5 separate regions of the Mus musculus genome follow, and regions 1, 2, 3 and 4 are each linked to region 5. The links are chromatin contacts, called in public HiChIP or PLAC-seq, Micro-C and capture Hi-C maps. All regions are on one chromosome and are shown on one strand. The core of a region is the stretch at or near the end of the contact, and the rest is flanking DNA. Distances in the headings are between cores, read along the strand shown. Region 1 overlaps Cd247 (CD247 antigen). Region 2 overlaps Pou2f1 (POU domain, class 2, transcription factor 1). Region 3 overlaps Cd247 (CD247 antigen). Region 4 overlaps Pou2f1 (POU domain, class 2, transcription factor 1). Region 5 overlaps Gpa33 (glycoprotein A33 (transmembrane)).

The links. A called contact is a pair of places that touch in the nucleus more often than the background predicts. HiChIP or PLAC-seq counts read pairs in DNA pulled down with a chosen protein or histone mark. Capture Hi-C pulls out chosen DNA fragments and counts their contacts.
Region 1: a contact with region 5 is called in a Micro-C map of the G1E-ER4 cell line, with 11 times the contacts expected there. The contact joins two enhancer-like sites. A contact is called at or near these places in 3 of 39 promoter capture datasets (embryonic stem cells, hippocampal neurons and liver), 9 of 15 datasets of contacts at CTCF or cohesin (CD8 T cells, the G1E-ER4 cell line, the NIH/3T3 cell line and 5 more), 214 of 484 Hi-C or Micro-C datasets (the AML12 cell line, the AtT-20 cell line, B cells and 108 more), 47 of 115 datasets of contacts at active chromatin or transcription factors (DN3 thymocytes, the HPC-7 cell line, the SCID.adh cell line and 30 more) and 5 of 9 other capture datasets (adipose tissue, embryonic stem cells, embryonic tail and 2 more).
Region 2: an H3K4me3 HiChIP or PLAC-seq map of embryonic stem cells shows a contact between it and region 5, with 19 read pairs. The contact joins two enhancer-like sites. A contact is called at or near these places in 3 of 15 datasets of contacts at CTCF or cohesin (embryonic stem cells, pro-B cells and stem cell-derived epiblast-like cells), 27 of 484 Hi-C or Micro-C datasets (B cells, CD4 T cells, CD8 T cells and 16 more), 15 of 115 datasets of contacts at active chromatin or transcription factors (CD8 T cells, astrocytes, craniofacial prominence and 5 more) and 4 of 9 other capture datasets (adipose tissue, embryonic stem cells, liver and 1 more).
Region 3: a contact with region 5 is called in an H3K27ac HiChIP or PLAC-seq map of T-cell acute lymphoblastic leukemia, with 6 times the contacts expected there. The contact joins two enhancer-like sites. A contact is called at or near these places in 8 of 39 promoter capture datasets (the C10 cell line, the HPC-7 cell line, cranial neural crest and 5 more), 2 of 15 datasets of contacts at CTCF or cohesin (large pre-B cells and thymocytes), 1 of 484 Hi-C or Micro-C datasets (bone marrow-derived macrophages) and 16 of 115 datasets of contacts at active chromatin or transcription factors (T-cell acute lymphoblastic leukemia, differentiating embryonic stem cells, effector CD8 T cells and 10 more).
Region 4: a capture Hi-C map of embryonic stem cells shows a contact between it and region 5, with 4 times the contacts expected there. The contact joins two enhancer-like sites. A contact is called at or near these places in 1 of 39 promoter capture datasets (liver), 4 of 15 datasets of contacts at CTCF or cohesin (CD8 T cells, the NIH/3T3 cell line, large pre-B cells and 1 more), 26 of 484 Hi-C or Micro-C datasets (3T3-L1-derived adipocytes, CD8 T cells, the G1E-ER4 cell line and 15 more), 12 of 115 datasets of contacts at active chromatin or transcription factors (bone marrow-derived dendritic cells, double positive thymocytes, embryonic basal ganglia and 4 more) and 4 of 9 other capture datasets (adipose tissue, embryonic stem cells, liver and 1 more).

Annotation. Positions count from the first base shown.
Region 1 is chr1:165,853,320-165,856,380 of GRCm38.p6, forward strand. Cd247 (CD247 antigen) reads left to right here. Exons shown (of 8, transcript NM_001113391.2): 2 at 1,847-1,950. Among named protein-coding and RNA genes, the nearest start is that of Gm32999, 5.7 kb to the left of the region's middle. Within about 2 kb of position 1,507, at least 29 of the 459 cell types and tissues checked have an H3K27ac peak or open chromatin away from gene starts, as enhancers often do. A contact at or near this core is called in the G1E-ER4 cell line, the SCID.adh cell line, T-cell acute lymphoblastic leukemia and 1 more, where this site is marked.
Region 2 is chr1:165,894,289-165,897,636 of GRCm38.p6, forward strand. It overlaps Pou2f1 (POU domain, class 2, transcription factor 1), which reads right to left. Exons shown (of 16, transcript NM_198932.3): 10 at 3,337-3,348; 11 at 2,149-2,294; 12 at 617-796. Among named protein-coding and RNA genes, the nearest start is that of Gm32999, 47 kb to the left of the region's middle. Within about 2 kb of position 2,088, at least 8 of the 459 cell types and tissues checked have an H3K27ac peak or open chromatin away from gene starts, as enhancers often do. A contact at or near this core is called in embryonic stem cells, where this site is marked.
Region 3 is chr1:165,815,174-165,818,152 of GRCm38.p6, forward strand. The region is part of intron 1 of Cd247 (CD247 antigen); the gene reads left to right. Among named protein-coding and RNA genes, the nearest start is that of Gm23402, 6.9 kb to the left of the region's middle. Within about 2 kb of position 1,393, at least 33 of the 459 cell types and tissues checked have an H3K27ac peak or open chromatin away from gene starts, as enhancers often do. A contact at or near this core is called in T-cell acute lymphoblastic leukemia and regulatory T cells, where this site is marked.
Region 4 is chr1:165,878,534-165,881,564 of GRCm38.p6, forward strand. Pou2f1 (POU domain, class 2, transcription factor 1) reads right to left here. Exons shown (of 16, transcript NM_198932.3): 14 at 1,597-1,942. Among named protein-coding and RNA genes, the nearest start is that of Gm32999, 31 kb to the left of the region's middle. Within about 2 kb of position 1,733, at least 13 of the 459 cell types and tissues checked have an H3K27ac peak or open chromatin away from gene starts, as enhancers often do. A contact at or near this core is called in embryonic stem cells, where this site is marked.
Region 5 is chr1:166,152,015-166,155,045 of GRCm38.p6, forward strand. Gpa33 (glycoprotein A33 (transmembrane)) reads left to right here. Exons shown (of 7, transcript NM_021610.2): 3 at 554-770. Among named protein-coding and RNA genes, the nearest start is that of Gpa33, 23 kb to the left of the region's middle. Within about 2 kb of position 1,562, at least 31 of the 459 cell types and tissues checked have an H3K27ac peak or open chromatin away from gene starts, as enhancers often do. A contact at or near this core is called in the G1E-ER4 cell line, the SCID.adh cell line, T-cell acute lymphoblastic leukemia and 2 more, where this site is marked.

The DNA of each region.
Region 1 (3,061 bases), core at 257-2,756, 300 kb before region 5:
CACCAAGCACAGAGATGTACATCTGTAAATTCCCAGGACTCCAGATGTGGATGCAGGGCATTGCAAAGCCAAGGCTGTCCTTGGTGCTATAAGTTCAATGCCAGACTGGAACACATGAGACAGTTGAAGAAGGGACAGGGTGGTAGTGAGTTCTTTCCAGTCTGGCCTGGAAAGGCAGAGCATTTGTGGGGCTGCACTGAGTCCCACACTTTGAAGTGTCTTTGAGCGGGATTGAGTTGGTTTCTGAGCAGGGACCTGGGGCCAGGAGGGACCCTGGATGAGAGAGTTGGAGTTAAAAGCTGAGAACAGAGGGCTTTAGGGACATGGTGATGGGGGACAGTGAGTGAGATTTAAGTCAGCCTTCTATTGTATGTGGGAGCAGATGAGAGGTTTCTGGCATAGTCACTACCTGCCTGCTCTGTGTGCTTCTGGTGGCAATCTAGCGGGGCCTTAATGATTGCGCTCACAGCCATAAACACTGCACAGAACAGACACTGAAGACTTTCAACCTGTTTTGCAGAAGAGGCAGCTGGAAGGATACCTTGCCGGAACTTAACTGGCACCCATCTGCCTTACCCACTGTTGGCCAGCGCCCACCAGAGGGCGCCACTTGCTACTGGCGTTAGGCTGGAAAGCCTTAAAGACCACTCTGCTTGTGTGGTTCTCAGGCAGGGCCAGAGGGAGGGTTTTGTGATACTGGGCCAGTTCTCAGATCCACACTTACCCAATAGGAGGGAGTTCAGGATCAGTAATATGCTCAGTTTGCTTGCTTTGTGTGATCTTTCAAATAGGAAGGCTACCTTCTATCTAACTAACGTATTTCCTTTCCTCACTCCCCCTGCCCTTCTTATCTACTGAGAACCATACATGCTTTGAGTGTGATTCGATAAACATCAGAAAGGCAGGAGGGGTGACTCTGGAGTGAGGAGACTAAGTAGAAGAGGCTCTAAGCTGAAGCATGTAGTCTGCCTGGAACTTATGTAGCTCAGGCTGGCCTCGAACTCACAACCCTCTTGCCTGTTCAATGATGGGACTACTGATGTGCACCACGATACCTAGACTTCACTGATAATGACTAGGTATTGAGATGATTTTATCCAATTATCTAATTTCTGAGCCCTACATTTGTAACCTCTAGAGTCTCTCTCTCTCCGTATAAAGGCCTTAGTTACCTAGGTACATTTCTGAGGTTTAGAGTGTCATAGTTTATGCAAGAGCTCACTTACAGCGGGGCTTCCATGTCACCAGAGCAGAAGTTCTGTGCACAGCAGTTTCATTTTTTCCTAATACTCCCTCATTCTTCCCAGCCTCTGTGGTTACATCTGGTACATGTGGTTACATTGTATGCATATAGGTGCACTCCTTACATCTGGTACATTGGTTACATTGTATGCATAGGTGCACTCCTTACATCTGGTACATGTGGTTACATTGTATGCATAGGTGCACTCGTTACATCTGGTACAAGTGGTTACATTGTATGCATATAGGTGCACTCCTTACATCTGGTACATGTGGTTACATTGTATGCATTGGTTCACTCATTACATCTGGTACATGTGGTTACATTGTATGCATTGGTGCACTCGTTACATCTGGTACATGTGGTTACATTGTATGCATAGGTGCACTCTTTACATCTGGTACATGTGGTTACATTGGCCATTGCAGGCTGGGTTTCTTCAGACTCAGTGAGAGAGGTTGTAGGTTGTGGTCTGTGTGAAGTATGAGGACTGGACCTAGTGCCCGTGACATGACTACAATCTGTCACAGAATTGACCTGGGGTAGGTGGGATGTGTTCTTGCCAGATCCAGCATGCCTAACCAATTTTCTCTCTTGGCACAGAGGCACAGAGCTTTGGTCTGCTGGATCCCAAACTCTGCTACTTGCTAGATGGAATCCTCTTCATCTACGGAGTCATCATCACAGCCCTGTACCTGAGAGCAAAAGTGGGTTCCCCTGGGCTCTTGAGGGAGGGTATAGGTTCCTCCACTGGGAGGATGTGAGGTGGGGATTTGGCACTGGAGAGTCTCAGGCCTGTGCTCTGCTTGGTGTCCATGGGCAAGGCAGGATACAACCAAGCGTGCACAGCCGGTGAGCAGAGAAGGCGGGGTATCCATCTGTGGCAGACAGAGCAGCTCAATGATCCAAGTGCTATGTGTATTACTGAAGATCGGTACCAGTGCCTGGATGTGGCTTCTGCTGGGAAACAGATGGCTTATACTGAACAGTTTAGGACAAGAAAGTGAAAGACAGACAAGACAGCCTCTTCTTAGGGCCTGCGGTTGAGCTGTAATGGAGGCCATACAGCTTTTCTCTCCAACTCTTGATTTTCCCATCCTGGAAATAAGAATGGTGGACAGAGCATCAGGCATCACCTGGTGCCTGAAGCCGTGGGTTTGTGGAAAGGACACACCTGGGAAGGTAGAAATCTCATCTTCCCAGGGCAGTAGAACCCATTTCCTTTCAGGCATAAGATTTCATTTGAGGAAGTCTTACTTTATGATTTTTTTTTAAATTTGGAAACTACACTTAGCACCAACTCTGGAAAATCCTGCAGTTCCTCTCAGCTTAGGTAACATGTGTGGTTATAGCGACTCGGGGCACACAGTCAGGACAGTAAGCAAGCAAGGTGCTTCCCACTCAGGAAACAGCTGGGTGAGTAATGATGCCCATGTGCCAACTTAGTAGGAAGCTTTTTGTAGGCACTGTCTACCCTCAGGGTTCCTGGAGGAAGGGGAACAGGAGGGGTTTCCTGGATTCCGGCAGGCACAGACGGAGAGCCTGGAACCCCTGCACACAGGGTGTGTGGGGGTGTGTGGGGGGGGCAAGGCCTTTACTTGGGATGATTAACTTCTCTGAAGACTAAAGCTGTAAGCACTTTAGTCAGGTCGCAGGCAGGAGAAAGGACAACTGAGTTCAGAAAGAAGCGGCTACACTTTGGGCTAGCCACAGGGAGCCAACAAGGGAGTTTGTTGTCATCGGGCATGGAGGGGCTGACACGCAGCTCTGCACTATAGCCAGTCCGATGGCCCCTTGGAGGTGGTGCTGAGCTCTGAT
Region 2 (3,348 bases), core at 838-3,337, 260 kb before region 5:
GAAAATCCAAAAGAACACAAAAGACTTCAAATTGTTTACTTCCAGAAATAAAGGAAAGCAGTAAATTCTTCAGTTCACAATGACAGATTTTATAATTTTGAAAATATTTAAAGTAGACATTTTTATGTATTTATTTAACATGTATCTCTCTCTCTCTCTCTCTCTCACACACACACACACACACACACACACACACACTTCCTTCAAAGTTGTAGCTTGAATCAGGATAATTGCAAAGGCATATATGTTTAAATCCAGTTGATGGACGGTTGGGAAGGATGAGGAGGTGTGGCCTTGTTGGAGGAGGTGTGTCACTGGGGGGTGGGCTTTGAGAATTCAAAAGCTTATTCCATTCCCAGAATTTTTGCTACCACTTGAAGATCTAAATGTGAGCTCGCTGCTGTTCCTTTGCATCACTACCATGAACCCAGCCTCTGAAACCCTAAGCTGAAATGAAATGTGTTCTTTTCTAAGTTACTGTGATCATTCATGGTACTTTATCACAGCAATAGAACAGTAACTAAGACAACTGTTAGGAAGTGAATTTACTTCCAGGACATCTGTAACACTAAAAATGAGTCCTTGAAGTGTGTATCTCTTCCACATCCACTCTTACCAATGAGGCTGGGCTGGGGAAAATTGCTTTGATAGGTGAGCTGCTGGTCCCACCACTGCTGGGCGGGTTGATTCTTTTCTCCTTCTGGCGGCGGTTACAAAACCAAACACGAATCACCTCCTTTTCCATATTGAGCTGTTCAGCAATCAAGGTGATGTCTTCCGAGGTAGGCTTTTGATTCTAAGAGAGGGAAAAAAAGCCCATCTTTTAAAATTTTAAAAATTTCATGTTATATATTTGCCATGCTGGAGATTGAATCCAGGGATAATGGCTCTACATTTGAATTATATCCTAGCTTTAGAACACTTTGTTTCTTTTAAGATTTATTTATTACGTGTATGTGTATTTTGCCTGCATGTATGTACACTGACCCCAGAGGTCAGAAGACATAGTGTTCAATCTCCTGGACCTAGAATTACAGATGGTTCTGAGCCACTATGTGGGGTTTTAGGAATCAAACCTCAGTCTATGTAGACCAGGATGACCTCAAGTTACAGAGATCTGCCTGCCTCTGCCTCCTGAGTACTGCAATTAAAGGCACGTGCCACCATAACCAACTTTATGAAATAACTTTATGAACTAGTATACCCATAGGAAGAAGCCAGCTAGAAAAGCATGGTAGAATATTTATGACCACATTAAGACTTTAGCAACAACTTCTACAAAAGTGTTTTAATACATACTACACTTATCTAAAATTTTATGAACAGAATAAGTGATCCTTACTGTAAAGGTCTATTTTTTTTTTAAAGACAGGGTCTTAGTGTGTCGCTCTGGCTGCCCTGGGACTCTGCATGTAGACCAGGTTGGCCTCAAAATTACAAAGATCCACCTACCTTTGCTTCCCAGGCACTGGGATTAGCTGTCTCATGCCTGGCTAAAGTCTATTAATCTGAAAGTTATCAAAGTGATACAACTTTATGGACTACTAGGAATGCCTGAGTTTTCAGTGCTTCATTCATACTAACTCGGACCTCACACTATGCTTCTGAGACAGGAATGGAAGGCAGTTTTATAGGCGCAGGAACATCTTGAAATCAAGAGACGTGATGTGCCTTTAATAAGAGGCAAAGACAAGAAAGACTCCTGATTCAATGTTTCCTTAAGTAGAAAGTTCATTTGTTTTAAAGCCAAATATCTGTTGAATTAATTTGAACTCCAGAATAGGATATTCGAGGTCTCTAGTGTTGTGCCCCCAAACTACCATTCTAGGCATAAAGACACTAAAATTTAGCCAGCCAAACCACCAGTGTTTCGTCTGAACAGGCATGGTTTCCTCTGGAGGCCTATGCTTATGAGATGGCTCTGTGTGAGGTACTCTTCTATCTTTTCCAGTCTGCAAGATTAGCTCCCTCCCAAAAGCTCACATGATTCAAACCATTGTCTCTCTCGAGTTCTGCAGCGCTGAAGTGCAGTAGCACCTGGTATCCTCCTTTCTCCCTGTTAAATGCCCACAGGGCGGAGGAAGACAAGGATATGCTTTAATCTCTGCAGTCCCCAACAGTGCCGTACACATGAAAAGTCACACCCACCTCCATGAAACTCTTCTCTAAGGCCACACGGATGTTGGTCTCTATGCTGGTGCGTTTTTTCCTCCTACGATTCAAGCCCTCAGCCCCCAATCCTGGAGAATTCAAAGCACTTGGGCTAGATGCTGTAGAATCAGATGAGAGGTTCTCTACAGAAATGAAGAAAACACAAACAGCTGAGCTTAAGGATTCATATCAGAATACATAAGAACAAGAAAACTGGTAAAATGTTTAGTAATGTGAGATTCCATGGAAGCATTGCTCAGGACTGTTGACTTCCCACTGTCCTTACTGGCAACCTTTATCCCAGGGCGGTTAACTTTGTCACCACTCATTTTTGGTTTGTTTCTGAGAATACAAAGGTTCTATTCCTCCACTTACACTTCCCTCAGTTCGGTACATTTGCTTGTTTATAAGCTGAGGATAAAAAGGAACAATGTTTCTTAAAATTCATTGGATTATTTAATGTTTAATTTAAAGATGGCTTTTCAGTTTCTTAGCACAAGAGTTGAGAGAGGGTACTTTGGAATTCTTTAAGCTTAGGAAACACTGAATAAGCCTGGGCATGTTTCAATGGCTTTCTTTCTACTGTATGAAAACAAGATGGAACAGACCAGTGGTTCTTGCCTGTGACTGCAAAAAAGATAACAGATGGCTAAACTTCCCCCAGTTACTGAATCAATATGCCAAGGGTGAGGGTGTGTCTAAGATCTTCCTTTCTGAAGGCCTAATTTTTGTTTCTATCTACAAAGGAAAGTACATGGTTAGGCATCTTTGTGGTTCCTTTTAGCTCCTGAAGTCTGATTTTGTGGCTCAAAATTCAAAGTTTTTAAAAGGATGTCTCAAAGTTAAATAAATAATTCAAGACCAGAAATCTAATTTTGTATGAAATAGCTGGTCATTTTTAACAAAAGCAGAAATATTACCAGGAACAAATTCTATGGCAATCTACTCAAGGAAGGAATAATCTGTCTGTCCTTTAAGATTTTCTACACACACACAGGCCTTCTAACCCTTATCCTCAAAAAAAAAATCTATGTCCATCCTTAGACCTAGCTCAAATGATTTCCATAGATTTAGTGGATCCAACACTTTGTAGTATCAGCAATACAGTAAGCACCCAGTTTGCAGACTAATCCCTCCTAGGAAACCCCATGGACAATGAAGAGATTTCTTTCTATGTTCACTCACCTGCATCATTTA
Region 3 (2,979 bases), core at 143-2,642, 340 kb before region 5:
GGTGTGCACACGCAGAGGTGTTTGGTCTCCTCTAGCACAGGTCTGTGGGGTCTTTTTTCCAAAAGGTTTCAAAATCACCATTATGTCGATTGACAGTGTTTCTGACCAGCTTTAGTTGAGCTTCCGGCTCTCCTCCTTGGTCCATGTGTGCTTAATAAAACCCTGAGACTCTTGCTAAGTCAATCCAGCAAGAAGCTCACACTTGACACCTGGTCACACTCAATATCTCAGAATCCAATGAGCCCCGTCTTCCACTGTCCCTCAGGGGTGCCTCATTTTGTCTTCAGCTGGGATCCTGTGACGTCAGCTTAGCCAGAATCTCTCTCTCACTCCTGATATATCTTTCTTAGTAATTTTCCATCCACTGACCCCTCCTGCCTGACGTCGGACTATACCTGCCCACCTGCCCTTACTGTGGTCAAGCTGAGCCCCACTGCTCTTTCCCACTGAGGAGCCCACCAAAGTGGTCCTTTATCTGTCTAAATGGCCTGGGTAAAGTCACTCTTATTGTTCCTCAACAAGGGTCTCTGAGTAATTTCTCTTTAACGCATCCTGGCAATCATTATTAATTGTTTTTACTAAGTATGATGATAATCTCTGATAGCTATATTCTGAGGTCCATTTTATAAAGTGATCTCATTATGATGTCATTTGCACCCCATGGAAATAGTGACTGTCCTTTCCTCCTGACAGATCAGGAAACTGAGGCACTGAGTGAGCTTCTTAAGAGAACAAAGCAAAGATTAATATTATGGACAGAGCACGTCCGTCTTTTTTAACACCCCATAGGCTGCTCCTTCTATGACATGCTGTCTTGTCGTGGAAAGATTCCATGATGTGCCAACGGAAGAAAATGAGTCAGACCCACCTAAAAGACGGTGACCCTGTGGATTTGAGCTTCCACATAAAATTAATTTGTACTGAGTGGTGGTGGCGCACGTCTTTAATCCCAGCACTTGGGAGGCAGAGGCAGGTGGATTTCTGAGTTCGAGGCCAACCTGGTCTACAGAGTGAGTTCCTGGACAGCCAGGGCTATACAGAGAAACCCTGTCTCGAAAAAAAAGAAAAATAAATAAATAAATAAATAGATAGATAGATAAATTAATTTGCACCCCTGGGCAAGAGCAGCGGGTCTGGGTCACAGACCGAATGAGGAACACCCACCCAGAGGAAGGGCCTCTGGCTTGTCTGGCCGCTTTTCCACGGCACCACATTCTACGCTGACAAACCTGGCGGAAGAGGGGGATCCCAGTGGTCAGTGTTAGTTAGCATCAGAGTGCTTTCGTGGGCATGTGTGTGGGTGTTGCTGCGCTGACCCTCCCAGCTGAGAGCAAGGCTTGCAAGACAAGAAAGGATGTGGTGGCAGAGACAAGCCTTCTAGCGTGGGAAATTGATCTGTGTGCCATTGGTGGCATGCCTGCCACATCATAGGCTCTGCTGCTGTGCTCTGTGGTGGTGCTGGCCATGGGGGGCGGGGCCTGAGGACACCTGCGCTCGGACAAGAAGCTGGTCAAGGGGTGGGGCCCGAGGACACCTCTGCTCCAGTCTTCAGTTAATTTTTAGTTTTCACTTTACTGTATTTTCCCACAAGCACCCTGAGCTGCTCCCCCAGAGCAACCCCTCTAGCCACCCTATCTCAGGTGTGCCATGGTGCGGAAGTGACTTGCCTATGTCCCGCGGCCCCTTTTCTGCTTCGGTAGCGGAATCTCAGGGACTCCTCCCTAGCTGCAGTGATTCGGGAAGGTCCTGTATTTGAATCTGATTTCTTATTTGAACATTGAGGGCACTGGGTGTAAGAACCAAAAGAGTTTCTTGTTCTGTGATCAGAATGTGTCTCCTTCTACCCCACCGGCTTCTCTGTACTGCTCACTGGACCCTAAGCATGCCTCTGCTCTCACTGTGTCTTGAGAGCAGAGCTGAGGCCGTTTGTCCCTCAGAGCATGGGTCAGAGGGACAGTGTAGACGGCAGTGTGACATGGAAGGATGCTTCTAGAAGGTGCCTCGTGTGTGTGACGCCCTCTCCAGTCTTCCAGTAGCTCTGGTTATAACTGGGCTATGATACGTGGGGGCTGGAGACAGAGCTGGTAAGAAGGGTCCTAAAGCTCCAACCTCTTTGTCCAACCTCATTGCCCTAACCACCTTAGAAGCCATGGCAGATAGAGACTGTCCCTAGGGTGCCTGCCAGCAGCCGCTGCTGCCAGTCAATACAGAGTTCACAGGAGAGGCATGGGCAGGATAAGCCGCTTCCCGTCTGCCTGTCCACTTTGTTCTCATTCAGCCACGTTGAGTCGTAAGCATTCTCAGCTCGCCAAATATTTACTGAGCACACAGTCCTTGTAGCACCCAGGCAGAGTGGAGACAGGCGGAGTCTATCCATCCCATGATGGGATATGCTGCTGCTCTTCCCGAAGGCTTCCTCTTTATACCACAAGGTTCCCCTGGAGTCTTTAGAAGGGTGTGCACACAGTCGAAAACCCCAAGGCAAGGGTGAGCGCAGTGGAGTGTAAGGAGCCAGCTGCTTCTGCTCCCCATCGAGGCTGTGGCTCCACTCCTCCTCACTACAGGGCAAGCTTAGGTTCCACAGTTATATCCTGGGCTCCTCAAACACCCAACACCCAGGTTCCACCAACTTAAGGGATAAGTCTAGAAGAGTGGTGGCCTCTGGGATGCACCCAAATCCCTCAGCCTCTGGCTGAAAGAAAAATGCTGTCCCTTCTGATCTTGCCTATAAGGCCTGAGTCTGTGACTTGTCTAACCCCTTTTTAATTGTTTTCCTTACATTCTTTTAAAACTTCAAATCCTTCTAATGGGTGCCAGCTTCCACTTGTTCTATGGGGGTGGGGGACAGGTGGAAGGTGACAGCCCCTCCAGGACCTTTGGCCCTTGATCACTACTGCACGTGGTCCAGGAGCTGAGGCAGGGGCATTGTGGCTATGGCCCCCAAAGACTTGCCACTTGTGTTTTCATACAGTAAAGAGG
Region 4 (3,031 bases), core at 483-2,982, 270 kb before region 5:
GCGCAGTCAGTGGTGAGTCTCGGAGGCTGACCACATTCTAGGCCTAGATTAGCTTGTGTGACTGCTGGAAGGTTCCAGGACTAGGCCTAGCTTAGCAGACAGAGGCAGTAAGCCTTGAAGATGGCAACTACATCAGGAGAATAAACATTACATTTATAACAAGTTATTGGTTTGGAAAGCTATAAAGGCCAACCCCCTAGAAATAAAAACCAACAAAAAACCCAACTCATTACAGGCTATTGCCACTGATCTTGGGGGTACATCATAACTAGATGCTATATCTGATTACTGAAGACAAATGCACTTCAGTTACAGGACATAGAAAATCTGGAACTGCGGCTAACTTTCCCAGTGCCAGAGGTGCTATACAGGCACCTGGGAGAGAAAAAGCATCAACACTCTTACGCAATACTAGACCCTGTATGTTGCAATACTAACCAATCAGGCAAGATGTGGCATTGGTGGAACAGTGGGATGACTGCTCTAGTGGTAAACAACTGGTTTCTGGTTTGATCTGAGGCCTATTCATAGCAGGAAGTTCCTGCCTGGTACTGTAAATGTAGTCAAAAGCCCATTGGATGGGGAGCTCATGGGCCAAGAGTAGGGCAGGGGCAGATACTGACTATTGTTTTGTTAAATGGTTATGGCGAACTGCTCTCTAAGAACTTATGTTAATACCCAGATGTATGATGCTCTCAACTCTTACTGCAGTGGATAATAATTAATGCAGTCAACTGGTCAAACTGATAAGAATAAACAACTGTTGGGTATGCAGCCCTAAATAGGACATCACTATCAACCGTATCTCCCTAACATCAAGACTTAGGGAACATTAATGAAAATGTTCCTCAGTAGAAAAGATGTAAGAGTTGGAGGCTGGGAGTTTTGTGAACTGATGTCTTGTAGACCCGGACATGAAATTTGCACTCATTGAATGCAGAGTAGGTTCTCTGAACAAGATCAAGCCAGACACATTCTGGTATAGACAGGGCAAGGGCTCTTATTCCGCCCCTAGCTGAAGAGCTATTGGCAGTTGAGAGCTCACTGGTGGGTCACTCGTGTCCCAGTGGGCAGGTCTACAGTCACATATACACAGGCAGCACTAACTAACTAGACTGGCTACTTGAAGAAAAAAAACAAAACAACAACAAAAAACATGAAAAATGAAGTCGTACGTGTGGGTGGGGGTGAGTTCAGGGCAGTTTGGGAGGAGTTGGGGATGGATATGACCAAAATACATTGCATACATGTATGAAATTATCAGAGAAAAACTGAAAAACACATAAAATCAGATATCACTTTATTCCAAGTTTTACCTGTTTTGGGGGAATTAAAAAGTAGATAAATATACTTGACTGAAGAAAGCTTAATAATGATGAATTCTGAGCATTTTCCTGGTTCTCTCACTGAGTTACTCAGTGACTCAGTTCTGTGTCATCATGTGGAAATGACAATGTGGCTACTTAGAAACTTAAGTGCAAACCCATCTCAGATATACTTTCCACCTAAGACAGCGATAACAAATTTTCCCCGGGAGCTGCAGGAATGAGATCCTAGTTCTGTTCTGGATGCAAACGGAATGGGAAAGCTCCTTACCCAGCAGCAAACTGTGAGGGTGCCATGAGGCCTGGGCTGAGTCCCGCAGCAGCAGCCATAGCAGCAAGACTGGCGTTTGCTGGCAACTGTGCCGCTCCTTGGAGAGCGGCGGCTGCTGTCTGTAAGCCGGGCGTGGTCACCATCACCTGGCTGGCTCCGAGAGGGGAGGGAAGAGGCGTGGAGGTGGTCTGTGTCGTGTTGGTCTCACTGGCACTGGAGGCCTCTGAGGTGGAGGCCGAGGCAGAGGGAGAGGGACTCAAGGAAGGGGATGTGACTGCTGAGGAAGCAGGGGGTGCTGTGGAAATCACCGTGGCCGTGTTGTTGTTGGACGTCGAGTCTGTAGTGCCTGAGAAGAGAACTGAGTTAGAAGATGGCCTCCTGTAAATGGGTTTGGAAAACTAGTCACTTCCATTAGTATCTAGAATCAAGAGAATGGTTAACCTACTACTCATTAATCCTTAATTTGTTTTGTTTTTTTTTTTTTTTTAGTAAACTAGCTTAGCATTTTAACAAATTAATGATAAACAATTTAGAGCCAAAGCTATGAGTCCTACTTTAAGAGAAAGAGTAACCACATAACTCTGAAAGAAATAACAGTGTGCCATCCCTGTCTCCACCACCAGCCTCAATTTTCTATTAAAAAAAGAGCAAATGAGGGGCTAGAGAGATGGTTCAGTGGTTCGGAGCATGGGCTGCTCTTGCAGAGGGATGCTCACAACCATTTTAACTCCAGCTCCAGAGGATCTGCTGCCTTTTTCTGGCCTCGACAGACATCAGACACACAGATGGTGCACAGATGTACATGTAGGAAAAACACTCATATACGTTAAAAACAAAAACAAGAAAACCTTCAAACAAATCTTTTTTAAAAAGCTATCAAGCCAGGCATGGTGGTTCACACCTTTAATTCTAGCACCTGAGAGGCAGAGACAGATCTCTGTGAGTTTGAGGCCAGCCTGGTCTATATAGAGTTGGAAGCCAGTCAGATCTACAAAGTAAGACCTCACCTAAAACAAAAACAATGAACAAAAATGACAAAACCAAAATCATTTTAGTATTTCCTATCATTCTGTAGATTTTCAGTACACTCATTATAACAGCACACCTAAATTTGAAATAGCCATGTTTCAAATATTCAAAAGCCACATGTTAAACTTTAGTGAATGCCATAGTGCATAGTACAGATTTAAAATGTGTGGAAGTTGGTATGCTAGAGTCTAGAGGCAAAAGTATCTTAAAAGAATGTGTCCATTCATGACCCAGTAAGGTATCTACTATAGTAAACATATAGAGCAGGCCCTCTAATTCTAGTTGTCAGTAAATGCTTATCATGTTTTTCCTTCCCTCTTCCTCCTCTACCTTTTTTAGTTAAACTGATACAAGTTACCAGTCATTTGGAAGACGGAGCCTCAACTGAGAAAATGCCCTTACCTGA
Region 5 (3,031 bases), core at 312-2,811:
TGGGTGAGAATAAACCATGGGCTGAGAGGGAACCAAGGAGAGAGAGGCTGGTCACAAATGTGAGTGCTGGGATCCGAGCCAGCCTCATTTACACACCGGTATTCCAGGGTGTGTGCTTCTGTGCACACTGGTCTCCCAGGGTGTGTGCCTCGGTGCTGTTTTGTGCTTTTCCTTTGAGTCAGTGTGTCATGCCTCCCAGATTGGCTTAGAACTTGCTACATAGCCAAGGACGACTTTGAACTTTTCCCTCCCTTCACCTCTGGAATGCTGGGATGATCGGCACGCGCCGCAACACCAAGTTTACACGGCACTGGGATCAAATCCAGGCCTTTACGTGTGGTAGGCAAGTACTACCAGCTAAACTACAACCCCAGTCCCTAAAGCTCAAAAGCAAATCTTTAAAAGTCTAAAGTTATCTAGCTAGATAACAAGAGGAATCTACCAGCAGGTACTGCCCTTCTGTTTGACATGTTGTTGGTTTGCTCTGGGGGACGAAGATTGAGTCAGGGCAGGTCTACACCAGGTCCTGACAGACATTTCCTCTTTCTCTCAGGAAAGAGTGGTCACCTGGAATTTTGTGACAAAGAAATACATCTATGGGAACCGTTATGAGAATCGAGTGAGAGTATCTAACGATGCTGAGTTGTCAAATGCCTCTATCACCATCGACCAGCTGACCATGGACGACAATGGCACCTACGAGTGCTCCGTGTCACTGATGTCGGACCAGGATGTCAACGCCAAGTCTCGAGTCCGCCTCTTGGTCCTTGGTGAGTGTCTCTGTCTTTTCCTGTGGGAGGAGGGTGGGCAGAGAGGCGCTGTCAGCAGCAGAGCCATGGTTCTGTCTCTCCCTCTGTCTCTCAAATGCTCTCCGGGGGTTCTCGGTGGCTAGCAGGGTGTTTCTGAGGGCAGAGGTGTGGCTTTGGAGTCACCCCTTGCTCCCGTTGCTCGTTGCCCTCCATACCAACTCTTCTTTCCCCTTCCAAACTCATTACTGAAAAGAAGTGAAGGGGATCCCCCAAGCAATACACGGGTTCTCATCTTGTGTGGCACTCACAGGGCCAATCGTGACCCCCATAGGTGACTCTTTCCCTGCTCTCAACTCTGTTCCACACCAGTTTTTCCACCCTTCCTCTAACAAAGGCACAGTCGCCAACCAATGGGAAGTATGTCCCAGGATAGCATCCTTTTCACAGGAGAATTTGTTGGAATTTATAGTTTTGGAGAGGCGAGGAAACTCATCTGCTTTAATTTCTGAGTAGGTGAGGCCCACAGGAAGTAATTGCCTCAAACCAGTTACTGGGATTGCTTTAATGAGAATCTAGTCTATGTGCAGTGTGAGCAAGGCCCCACTTCTGGGAGGTAGCATCTCTGTGCATCAAAACAGAGGATCCTTTTTCCTCTTTTTCCTTTACACTACTTGGCAGAAGCTCTTTTAAATTGTATGTGGTAGTTGTTGGACTCATAGAAAGCCTTATAGCGTGTCAGACTACACTGCGGTTATCAACTAATGCTGCCTAAAGAATAGGCAAGACCTCTTCCACCCCGCCACCATGTGGCAACCAGTGGTAATGCAGGCAGGCGTCTTAGACTTCGCCCGGCGTTCTCCCAACGCACACCACACACTCAGACACTTTGCTCTTTCCTGTGAAGACGTGAGATATTATAAAGCACTTAGCAAGTTGCTTCTTGACAGCGCACCGTGAACACCTCAGGTTTCAACGCTTTTTTTTAGCTCTTGTTTGAACAAGCAATACTACAATATACCCCTTTATCTCACTTTGTGTAGAGGTATGAATAAAAATCATAAGTTATATATACATATGAGGATTATATATACACAGACTTGTATAACATTTGGGTTCTTTAAATACCTGGCCTGCCTTTTTTGACAGAGGATTTCAAACAAATGGCAAGAATCGGTGTAAATCTGAAACCTGATTCTGCTGGTCCTCCAACCAAACTCCGGCCCGTACATCAAGGACCACCTACTTTTAAAGACAATCAGATTAACCCGAAGAGTTAAGGCTACACGTTTAATATGAGAGTATGGAATTCGTTGAAACTAACCTCTTGCTTTAAAAAAAATTACATGTTAATAAACCCAGCAATATTCTTTGTGAAAAGTTTTCTTTCTCGGTGTCTATATAACTAGATAATTTTTACAAGAGAATGACTTTAATTATACGGGGCGGCTCATTCTGGGGAGGCTAGCAGGAAACTCCGACCTTAGCCCCGGGGAGCTAGCCTTGTCTAGCTCACCTGCAGGAAGCCCCTAAGTCAGAAGACTCAGCAGCCTGTGCGGCAGGTGTTAAATCCTTGTCCTGGCCTCTGGCGCCCCCTGACGTCTTCAAAGGGAACAGACGGCATCTGAGAGGCTTTGAAGCCTAACACATCCCCTCCCACCCTCCATGGCCTCTCCCTCAGTAATTACTCAGGTAACCTTCTGTTTGTAAAACAGGCCACGTGAGAACAAGACCCTCTCCCTTGTGAGTTTCTGCTCCCTCGCCAGTCCTCTTGGCTCCCGCCCGCGGGCTCTTTAAACTAGATCTAACTCGAGATCCCGGCTGTTTGTGATTGGGGCGCTGAAGATCTGGAGAGAGAGGGCCCGGGTGTGCCTGGCACAGGGCCCGCAGGAAGTTTAGAGCCTGTGGTCAAGGGCCTGGAGCGAAAGATCTCGACTCAGTCCTCTTGAAAGCATATCTCTCTTGCTGGCCATCACCCTGGCGGGCAGTTTCTGGAGTTCCTGTTCAGACCACACCCAAGGAGTGGATGAAGCAGGTGCTAGTTTTCCAAACAGGCGCCTTTGCCTTTTACGCCTCAGCAGTTGGTCTCTGGCACTTTCCTTCCCACTTCTGTCTGTATCCGACAACTCCACCCCGCCCCGACCAACCAACCAACCAACCAACCAACCAACCAACCAACCAACCAAAAACTAGCTTGGGGGGTGGGTGGTGTCCCTCTGCTATTCCACCACTTAGTCTAATGAGTGTATGGGAGTTTGCCGCTGCGCCTCCTGCTAAAGGCATGC